Regions from separate parts of the Sus scrofa genome. Here region 1 is linked to region 2. Evidence: chromatin contacts called from public HiChIP or PLAC-seq data. All regions are on one chromosome and are shown on one strand. The core of a region is the stretch at or near the end of the contact, and the rest is flanking DNA. Distances in the headings are between cores, read along the strand shown.

Evidence for each region. HiChIP or PLAC-seq counts read pairs in DNA pulled down with a chosen protein or histone mark.
Region 1: an H3K27ac HiChIP or PLAC-seq map of alveolar macrophages shows a contact between it and region 2. The contact joins two enhancer-like sites. A contact is called at or near these places in 2 of 47 Hi-C or Micro-C datasets (blood and brain) and 1 of 2 datasets of contacts at active chromatin or transcription factors (alveolar macrophages).

The regions. Positions count from the first base shown.
Region 1 is chr15:17,891,350-17,896,699 of Sscrofa11.1, forward strand. All of the region lies in intron 1 of MGAT5 (alpha-1,6-mannosylglycoprotein 6-beta-N-acetylglucosaminyltransferase A), which reads right to left. It also overlaps the pseudogene LOC100152750. Among named protein-coding and RNA genes, the nearest start is that of MGAT5, 25 kb to the right of the region's middle. Within about 2 kb of position 2,437, at least 22 of the 83 cell types and tissues checked have an H3K27ac peak or open chromatin away from gene starts, as enhancers often do. A contact at or near this core is called in alveolar macrophages, where this site is marked.
Region 2 is chr15:17,782,792-17,787,816 of Sscrofa11.1, forward strand. All of the region lies in intron 1 of MGAT5 (alpha-1,6-mannosylglycoprotein 6-beta-N-acetylglucosaminyltransferase A), which reads right to left. Among named protein-coding and RNA genes, the nearest start is that of MGAT5, 130 kb to the right of the region's middle. Within about 2 kb of position 2,355, at least 6 of the 83 cell types and tissues checked have an H3K27ac peak or open chromatin away from gene starts, as enhancers often do. A contact at or near this core is called in alveolar macrophages, where this site is marked.

The DNA of each region.
Region 1 (5,350 bases), core at 1,187-3,686, 110 kb after region 2:
GCCAAACTTCAGTTAGAATTCATTGTACATAAAGGTGGAATTTTTTTTTTCCCCATTCAAGACCACAGATTCCCAGGTACAGAAGGAGGAGGAGAGGGTGCTATTAGAGAATAGAGCTCTAGGACCTATCCCAACATCAGGCGTACTAAGTGCAAGATCTTAGACAGAAAGGAAAGAAAAAAACAAACAACTTCAACCCTGTCACGTGCTAATTTCCAGTAGTGGCTGTTCCCTTTTTCAAGTAACTCTGTAAGGCTCCTTCCAGACATGAAAAATGTACATTTCCTAAAAGCTAACTACACTGTATATTTTAATCACAATATTTTTCAAGTACCACTTCATATGAAAGGATGCCTATTCCCTCAACTAAAAAGACTCAACTGTTTTATCTGCCTCAAGACATCTATCACATGAGTGCCAATATCGTGGGATTTGAAAGGAGGTTTTGGGAAACTTTCTAAGTGTTTAATCAATAGGTTCTTTTTCCTGCAGTGCTGTGCTGCCTGCATAGAACCGGAACACTTTTTTTTTCTTTAATCTGAATTTAACAGAGCATGTACCAGGTATTGAACAGCTCTCTTTGGGAATTAGTCCTAATGCTCACATCCATACTGTACTACTATCCATCTTACTAACACAGAAAAAAAAAAAAAAAAAAAAAAAAAAGCATCAGGACCTTCACAACAGAGCCTGATGTTAGAAAAATCACTCTCTCAGAAGAAAAAAAAAAGAGGAAAAGAGAGCCCCAAATACATTAACAACTGTGTTTGAATTCCAGTTATGAATTAAAAGGTAGGTTTTTTGGGGTTTTTTGGTTTTTTTTTTTTTTTTTAGGGCCAAATCCACAGCATATGGAGGTTCCCAGGCTAGGGGTCCAATTGGAGCTGTAGTACCTGGCCTAAGACACAGCCACAGTAACCAGGATCCAAACTGTATCTGCGACCTTCACCACAGCTCACGCAACACTGGATGCCTACCCAGCAAGGCCAGGGATTGAACCTGCGTCCTCATGGATGCTAGTCAGATTCGTTTCTGCTGAGCCATGACGGGAACTCCAAAAGGTAGCTTTTCGTTTTCTGTTTTTCTTAAGCGGAGGTTATTTATTTTTAGTATTTTGTTATATATATATATATATATTACTCAATGAATTTATTACATTTATGGTTGTACAATGATCGTCACAACCCAATTAAAAGGTAGTGTTTTTTTGTTTTTTGAGGGGTTTTTTTTGCTATTTCTTGGGCCGCTCCCGCGGCATATGGAGGTTCCCAGGCTAGGGGTCTAATTGGAGCTGTAGTCTCCGGCCTATGCCAGAGCCACAGCAACCGGAATCCGAGCCGCGTCCGCAACCTACACCACAGCTCAGGGCAATGCCGGATCGTTAACCCACTGAGCAAGGGCAGGGACCGAACCCGAAACCTCATGGTTCCTAGTCGGATTCGCTAACCACTGCGCCACGACGGGAACTCCCAAAAGGTAGTTATTTTTAACTGGGGTGGGGAGGGACCACCACACCCATGTATCCTAGCAACAGACTGAGCTAAGTAATTCAAAAGCCTTTTTTCTTCAGAGCCATAGCTTTTTTTTTTTTTTTTTTTTTGGCCAGGCATCCAACCTGTGCCACAGCAGTGACCCAAGCTGCTGCAGTGACAATGCCGGATCCTTTACCTGCTGCACCCCAAGAGAACTCCCCATAGCCATGGTTTTCTAAAGAATGGGTTTTAAAACTTATTCCACCAGAAAATTTTTTTGACAAATAGTTTGTCAAACCACAGTTTTCTGACAAAATTCATTTAAAAAAAAAAAAAAAAAGTTCCCGCTATGGTGCAGAGAGTTAATGTGGAAAGTAACATAATGTCTTTTCTATCAAAGGAAATCTTTGGTTACTCCATTTTGTTCAGGCTCTGGCTTCCACTTAATCAACCCTGTGACCCCCTTCCTCCTTACCTCTTTTCCCAGTAACAATTCATTTCAAATTAGCCAACCGGGAAGAATGTGCGCCCTGACCTGACCAATGGGAAGGGGACAGGTAAATCACCTGCGTCAGGGATAAATAGGGAACGGTCCTTTGTTTGGTGTGCACACTTTTTGGAGTGCCAGCGCCTTTCTGCGGAAGTAAAGACATGTCGAGATTTCTCCTTGTCCACATGTTTCACTTTCCGACACTGACCACCCGAGCCAGAGTTATTGTAATTTCCAACATTAAGAATCCATCTGTTTCGGCTCAGGTCGTGCAGAGGCACGTAGGTTGGATTCCTGGTTTCCTAGCTCGGGAACTTCCATAAGCTGTGGGTGTGGCCATAAAAAAATACAAATAAAACTTAGTCCATTTATGAAGCACACAACGCTCTGATTAAATGCAGGAGAGAAGGGCATGGTCAAACCCAGCATGCAGGCTGACCAGGAAGCAGGGCCAGTACTCAGAAGGGAAAGAAAACCAGCCCAGGAAGAGAGGAACAGGAAGCCTGGCCTCTGTAATGTCACAATCGGTGACAACATCATTTCCAAATAAAGTTCTCATTCCATAACTACAAAACAGCTCTTAAAACAACCCTCCTCAAACGTTTCGATTTGAAATGCTCTCAGAACTCCTTTCCTTTGACGCTGTCTCCAAAGTGGGGGAGGGGTGGCATTATTTTGTTTTCTGCTCCTCCTGAGGGCATTTCAGGGGGCGGGAGAGACTCATAATTAATAAGTTGTTTCAACATTAACCAAACACCTTAACAGAACTTAGGATGCCCCAAACTCTCCTTAAAACAGAAGAAAGAAACCCAGGAGAGTTGGCAAGGCGAAGATCGGCACTGTCATAGGTACCTTTAAACCAGCCCAACAGGAAGTCTCAGCCATTTTTCAGCTTTGTTCTTATCTGTTTCCTCCATCAGGGTGGGAAGGTACAAGAGGCAGGGGAGCAGATGAGAAAACTGGGGGTGGAGTGGGGGTGTCAGGGAGGAGAAAAAACGTGCATTTACTGAGTCCTGGCAAGTAGAAGAGGGCTTCCACACGTGTCATTAACTCCTTTAATTTCCCCCATTACCTTATCAGGTAGAAAATCACCTCTGCAATATTTACATGAAAATAGCTGTCCGAGAGGTTAAGCAACTTGCCCAGAGGCACACAGCTCATAAAGGCAGTCAGAATTGGAAGTGAGACCACCCTGGCTCAAGACCAAGTTCTTTTTCCTGCCCCAACTCCTTAGCTTTTAACTTAACTTTCAGCTCAAATTTCAAGATTCAGGAAAACATGATCCCAAGTTCCTAAAAAAAAACTTCCCTAGATCACAATCTCTTGGGGGATAAGGGGAGAACATTAACGAATATCCAGGAAGTAAAAAAGGGGGGGTCCAACTTAAAAAAAAAAAACAAAAACTATGTTGGGGTTGGGGATGGATTCAAGAAACAGCTGTTATTGATGAGTATTTAGGTCCTACTAGGAATATTCCGCAAATGGTTTGTGATCAAGTTTAAAAGGTCATCAACAGTGCATAACTGGTAATGCAGAGAGCCTGTCCCTCCAGGAAAACCTTATGCCTTTTCTGGAAAATACCCTTATTGGTCAACCAGGCTACAGTGGCAGAGACACAAGACACCCAAGGCTTCTGTTAGTGAACCATGTGACTTGTTCTCCCATGTGACATCACTCCTAAAGATGTCAGCACTCCCAAAGATGTCAGCACTCCCAAAGATGTCATGTGACCTGTCTAACCTCCCAAACCAGTTGCCTCCACAACTATTTTGGCCACACATCTCATTAGCAAAAAGTAAGCATGAACCTCTAATATAGGTTCACTTATTAAAAAATAAATAAATAAACATGTAGGTATTTATTACTAAAATGTAAGTCCTTAGTTTTTTGGGGTTTTGGGGGGGTTTTTTTGGTTTTTTTGCTTTTTTGGGTTTTTTTGGTCTTTTGTCTTTTTAGGGCCACACTGTGGCATATGGAGGTTCCCAGGCTAGGGGTCTAATCAGAGCTACAGCTGCGGGCCTACGCCACAGCCACAGCAATGCTGGATCCAAGCCTCATCTGCAACCTACACCACAGCTCATGGCAATGCTGGATCCTTAAACCCACTGAGCGAGGCCAGGGATCAAACCCGAAACCTCATGGTTCTGAGTCAGATTCGTTTCCACTGAGCCACAACGGGAACTCCATAAGTCCTTAGTTTTTTAAGGGAAAAAATATATATAATTTAGAGTTTTCATGTTTTCTCCCCATAACCCAAGGTTATCCTGAGTACCAAATTTAGAAGATCAATGCCCTGGGCCTGCAATGCTGTGACCCTTGGAGCCTGATGACCATCACCTTCACTCCACCTGAGCCACATGCCTGACCTCTTGTCCAGATCACCTGTCTCAGTCTCTATGCTCAACACTGACGACCTGCTCTTCACGCCTGAGAGTCTTGGGATCACATTTCTCCATTTCCTCTGGGTCCACAGGCGACCCCTCCAGATTTCTTTACCTCCCATTCATTATCAATGCCCTCTTTCCCCCAAATCTTCATCTTTCCACTATAATCACTCAGCAAAACCTCCAACTTGTAATGACAAACTCAATCCCTTCTGCACTCAGGTGGCTCAGCAGGACCAGGAAAAGCAGATAATCCCGGGTGCCTTCATGCCCTCATCTTCTGCAGGCCTTTCACCACCATCAGGAACTGGGCTTCTTATCCTCAGCTCTGTTTCCCTTCATCCTCAGCCAACAATCCCAAACTGGCACCCCTTCTGACCTTCCACCCTCTCCAACCATGCCATCAACCAATTCATTCCAACATTCACTGTAAGCACTGCTGGGTGCCGGGTGCTGTTCCAGGGCTATAGAGATAGGACTGAATCTCACAGTGCTTACATCCTGCTAAACAAACCCACATCAGGTGTTGGGAGACGATGAAAATAAAGCTGTTACATAATAGGGAGCAAGCAGGGGCCAGAAAATCCTGGTCAGTGGGTGTGACCTACTTTGCTTCCCTCCCACTTCTCCTCCTTCCAATTTTAATTGAGGTAAAATTCATAAAACTGAATGAATCATTAAACATGTACAATTCAGTGGCCTTTAGCACATTCACAATACGGTGCCACTAGCACCTCTGTCCAGTTCCAAAACATTTTTATCAGCACAGAAAGAAACCTTGCATCCACTCGGTAGCCCTCCCATTCTGCCTGTCCCCCCAGCCCCTGGCAACCATTAACCTGCTTTCCGTCTGTGGATTTACCTATTCTGGGTATTTCCTATTAATGGAACCATAGGACTCCTCTCAAAATCTTTTTTTGTTTATTTTTTTTGGTTGTTTCTTTTTTTTTTTTTTTTGGTCTTTCTGTCTTTTTAGTGCCGTACCTGCGGCACGTGAGGTTCCC
Region 2 (5,025 bases), core at 1,105-3,604:
TTTCCGGTGCGTGACAATGGGAATTCCATTTTTTCCCTCATTTTTTAAGCTCCAACTAGGGGATAAAGGGTGAATAAAACAAAGCTTCTTCAGGCAAGCAGCAAGCCTAAGGAAGAGTCCACAGCATGCAAGAGACTCAGTCTCTCTGCAGTCTTGGGGACCTGGGGAGAACAGCTCTGAACCGGAGAAGGGACCAATAGGCTCAGAGTTCTAGACTAGGGACAGAGTCTTGAATGAGTCCTTCAACATCTCATCTCAATACCTTGGTTTTGTCTGCCCTTCAAAGGAAGTGGAAGTGTCAAAGTCCCTTCTATTTTAAGATTCAAATGAGAGCGGATTTTTATTTACCAGATGTTTTGATAATTCAGGACAATCACTCTCAAAGCCTAGAAGGCATCCCTGGCAGGAGAGGGAGGGGTAGGTGGGCAGCAGATGACAGAAATGGATTTACAGTCAGGGGATGATAGATGGATGAAGCCATTATGCAAAACAGAAAACCACCGAAGTTTAACTGTGTCCCCTCCATTTTATCCCTCGCCTCCAATACACTAAATTCATGTCACTTGCCTCTCATGACCACTGGATTTATAAGACCATTAAAAAATACTTTTATAATCACTCTGTGTAAAATACTATGGTCATTATTACAATGATTTAAATGCCTGCAGTAGTGCAGTAGGATCTGGGGGGAGTTTATTAATACCTTAGTGAAACGTGCCATGAATAAGCCACTGGGATATTTGCTTTCAAAAAGTTCCCTGATTTTTTTTTCCCGTGAGATCAGTTCACATTGAGCTCACACTGTGATAACTCCATCCAATGAGAAAAGGTAAACTGGTACCTCATTTCCTCTACCCCACGGTGCTTCTCTCCACCAAAACCTACCCCAGGATCAGCTAAAGCCTTGATTCTCAACCATCATTATGCATTAAAATCCACCTGCGGAGGAGTTCCTATTGTGGCTCAGTGGAAATAAACCCAACTAGTATCCATGAGGATGCTGGTTCAATCCCTGGCCTTGCTCAGCAGGTGAAAGATCCAGTGTTGCCATGAGCTATGGTGTAGGTTGCTGATGTGGCTCAGATCTAGCGTGGCTGTGGCTGTGGCGTAGGCCTAGTCTGGGAACTTCCATATGCCGCACTTGTGGCCCTTAAAAAAAAAAAAAATCCAACTGGGGAGACTTTTTAATGACAAATGCCAGCCCACCCACCTCCGCAAGATGATAATTCAACTGATCTGGGTAAGGCCAGGAAACCAGTGTAATTTTAAGCATATCCCCAAATTCTAAGCATGACTGAGCTCAAGTGTCCACCTTACCAGACAGATAATCAAAGTGAGCAAAGAGGAAAATAGAAGTAAAACAAGTCTGAGGGGAGAAGGTGGAAGATGAAGGAGGAAGGGGGCCATGAGGAACCACAGACCCATCTAGAGGTGGCAGCCACTTTGCAGCTCCAAACTTGGAAAAGCTGAGCGAAGACATTCTAGGGATGGTCAGATGTTCCAATCTTTCCAGAGAAGCCAGAAACCCAGAGTCCCGGGACAAATCTCTCTATCAATGTCTGCACAGATTTCCCTTTAGAAAAAATGTTCTGGGTGACTCAAGTTCAAAGGCATTTACAGTCTTGCTCACCTGCTCAGGCTACCTGATTACAGGTGTCTGTTACTTTATCCTAATTACAGAGCCATTCTTGACTTTCTAAACAGTAGCCACTATTGCTCTCAATCAAATACTGATTTCTGATCATCACTATCGAAGGCTTCAGAGCTCTAGCTTCTCGCTCACATGCTCTACCCAATACAAGTTTGTGGATTAGCCACACCTAATTGCCAAGCCTAAGAACATAGAAGGGAAGTCAAAAGTCATCTAGAAAGACAGATGCAGAACCCGGGATCTAGAAAAGCTAACAGACCTGCCCAGGACCACAAAGACTACTCAAGGTGGGGTGACCACATCTCTCTTGGTATTGGCATTGAAGTCCCCTGTCCTGGGAAACCAAGGCAAAGTGGGATGGTTGGTCTCCCTAGAAGAAGGTCAGAGCCACACCACTGTCCCCTATGCAGGCACTCCCATCAACCTGGAATTCCTGATACATATACACATTCTAGCTTCATGGGTTGCTCCCTGTTAAGATTCAAACTCCTTGAAGGAAGGGATTCAAATCCTGCAAATAAAGTACTTGATATTTGTTGGGAAAAGTCCTCGTGGCTCCTTGGTCAAGAGAGAAGCTCGCTGGTGTGGTAAAGCCCAGGCATCACTGCTCTGGGAATCTAAAAACCCAAGGCCTTGACCATCCATCAGAGCTTCCTTCTCAGCCCCTAGTAACTGCTTCACCACTTCACTGACAGAAAGCTTGAGTAACACAAAGAATGAATCAGATGAGTGACTTTCAGCTGCTTCCTTCTCTCCTCGGACCCACAAAAGCTCCCTCTTGCCCTAATGAGGTGATTACCCAGCATCAAGGGACATGGCATCCAGTGTGTTCTGAATTCTCCACTCAGAAGGCAGGCTCTCAGCCGTGAAAGAAGTCAGTCTTTGCAGCCTCTCGCAGATGCCTGCTTGGGAATTACTCAAGAGCGTCGGAGCTGAATCCAGAGTGTTTTGCGTGGACGGCGAGGCAATCTGGTGTGGCAATAAGATCTGGGTTCAAATCTAGCACTGACATGAATTGGCCATGAGCCCCTCCCTTTGGGAAGCAATGCAAATGGAGATCCAGCTTCTTGATCTGTGATACTTTCTACCTTCCAGGGTTTCAGTTTGCCAAGGGCCTGGCCCTTAATGAGTGATGGCTGTTTCTGAACGATCCCCAGGTCTCCTGTCAGGCCTCCACGGTCAGCTGGGGGATCTCCTGCTACTGTCTGATTTAAAAAAATACAACCAGCCTTCCTGACCTAGTTTTATTCTGAATCAGACAGTGGTTTTCTTACCGCCCCCCAAGTCCCCTTTCTCAAAAGATGCAAGCAAAGCTGTGTGAGACACAGAAAGTGGAGGCAAGTGTCAGCAAAATGTCACCACAACTGACACAAAGGATTTTTCTAGCCCGTCCAGTTTTGATGAGGAAAGCAGCAAGCCCGACTCCCAGTGTTGGTAAACATCACGCTTCAAAGAATTTCCTAGGTCAGCACCTCAAAGTCTGAAATCCGTTCCCCTGAATTCATTACAACCCCGAGTAACATGCCATCTCTCAGAGCAAAACTCTACTTTATGATTCACAGCATAGAGCCAGTCCCCTGTAGATGCTGTAGTTAAAATTACAACCAAAACAAGACCAAAAAAAAAAAAAAACAAGCCCTGGGCCCTTATGTTTTACAATCTAAACAAGATAAAACAAAGCAAGATTTATGCATGCCTGGGAAACAATTCACACGGACATCATTTTAAGCTAACTGTATCTTAGATATAAGAATAAACGGCCACCGTTGTACTAGCATGAAACCTGTTACGGCAGTTCTGACTTTTTACATAAGAAAGTTTGACCTTAGGTCACTGGATAAAATTACACAGCTCAAATTTATTCTTGGCAAGCTCTGTGGGGTATAATCCACTTTGCAAGGGGAAACAAGCAGTAGCTATCAAAATCCTATAGACACTCACCTACGACAAATACTACCACCACTTCCTCAACACTCACAGACTCGGGAATGGCCATGCCATTCTCAAATATCTCCACATGAAGTCAAGAAATAATCCAAGAATCCACGTAACAGGAAGTGTGACATTCTAACCTGACAAGAGAAATGGGCATTAAAAAGCATTACTTAGGTCTGTAGTCAATTTCTAGGTTTTGATATTATTCTAGAACACATAAGATGACACCATAAGGGGAAGTTGGGTCCACAAAACTGTGAATAGTCTTTCTGCAACTTCCTGTTAAATAATTATTTCAAAATAAAAAGTTGCCTTTTAAAGTGTTACTTACGGAGTTTCTTCCTGTTTGGGGATATTTTTCATAATACACAAGTCAAACCCCATTGCAAGTGCCCCCTTTCTACTTATGAGTCCAGGATGGGACTTACACCTAAATACTTTGAAAAGAGTCCACAGATGTTTCTGGAAAACCTCCCCTGTTCAATGAGAACCCCATTCAGTGTAAATCACTGGAGATTTTGAAGAGTGGAGGGACCGCCATATTTGATCTTGGCTGCAGGGTAGAGGGTTGAAGAGGATACAGCTGGAGCCTAGGAGCCCAGTGGGGAAGGAGGCCCATGCCATTCCGGGTGAGGATGGAGTCAGATCAAGGCCTCGACAGGGTGGCCGTCATGGTGGGTAGAAACCTGAAGAGGTCAAATCAGCAGGACAGTGAACAATGATGAAGTGGAGGGAATGGCAGGGAGGAGTCTCAGACGACTGCTGGACTTCGATCTTGGGCAGGTGAGGAAACGTGGTGTCTCATCCACAAGACAGGAAAATGGACAAGCCAGTATGTGAGGAAGGATAGGGAAGGCTGCCTGAAGGTTCTACAGGACACCTGTATTCTACTCCCCCTTCCTCTGGTGAAATGGTGTATTCTATTCCCCTCTTCCTTGTCTGATGGGGCGGAACGTGCTGAGGATGGACAACGTGGCATAGGGATGAAGAGGGCAGCTACTGTTCAGCCCCATCAGCCACCAGGCCCTGGTCATATCCTTCTCACGGTCAACCCCACACTCAGTCATTTAACCCTTTATCCATTTGTCTGGAGAAGAACTACCCAACCAAGATGTCCCCCACAGGATCTAGAAGCACAGGGAGTCTAGCATTCCTAGAAAAGGAACTAAATACGACAGGAAGTCTGACTTAAAAAAAAAAAAATGTTTCCACATTTTTTTCTTACTTGTAGGAGTACACGTTATGGGGAATAGGAAGAGGGTCCATGGACAAACATTTCCAGGTAGACTGCCACAGCCCTTCAAAAGGTTACTTAGAAATGCAATTCTTTGAGGTACAGAAAACTCCAGGAACCGCCACCCCACCTTCAACAAAAGAAATGTTCCGGGAATAAACTACCAAGAACCATAAGAAACACAAGGGACCTCAAAAACAGCTAC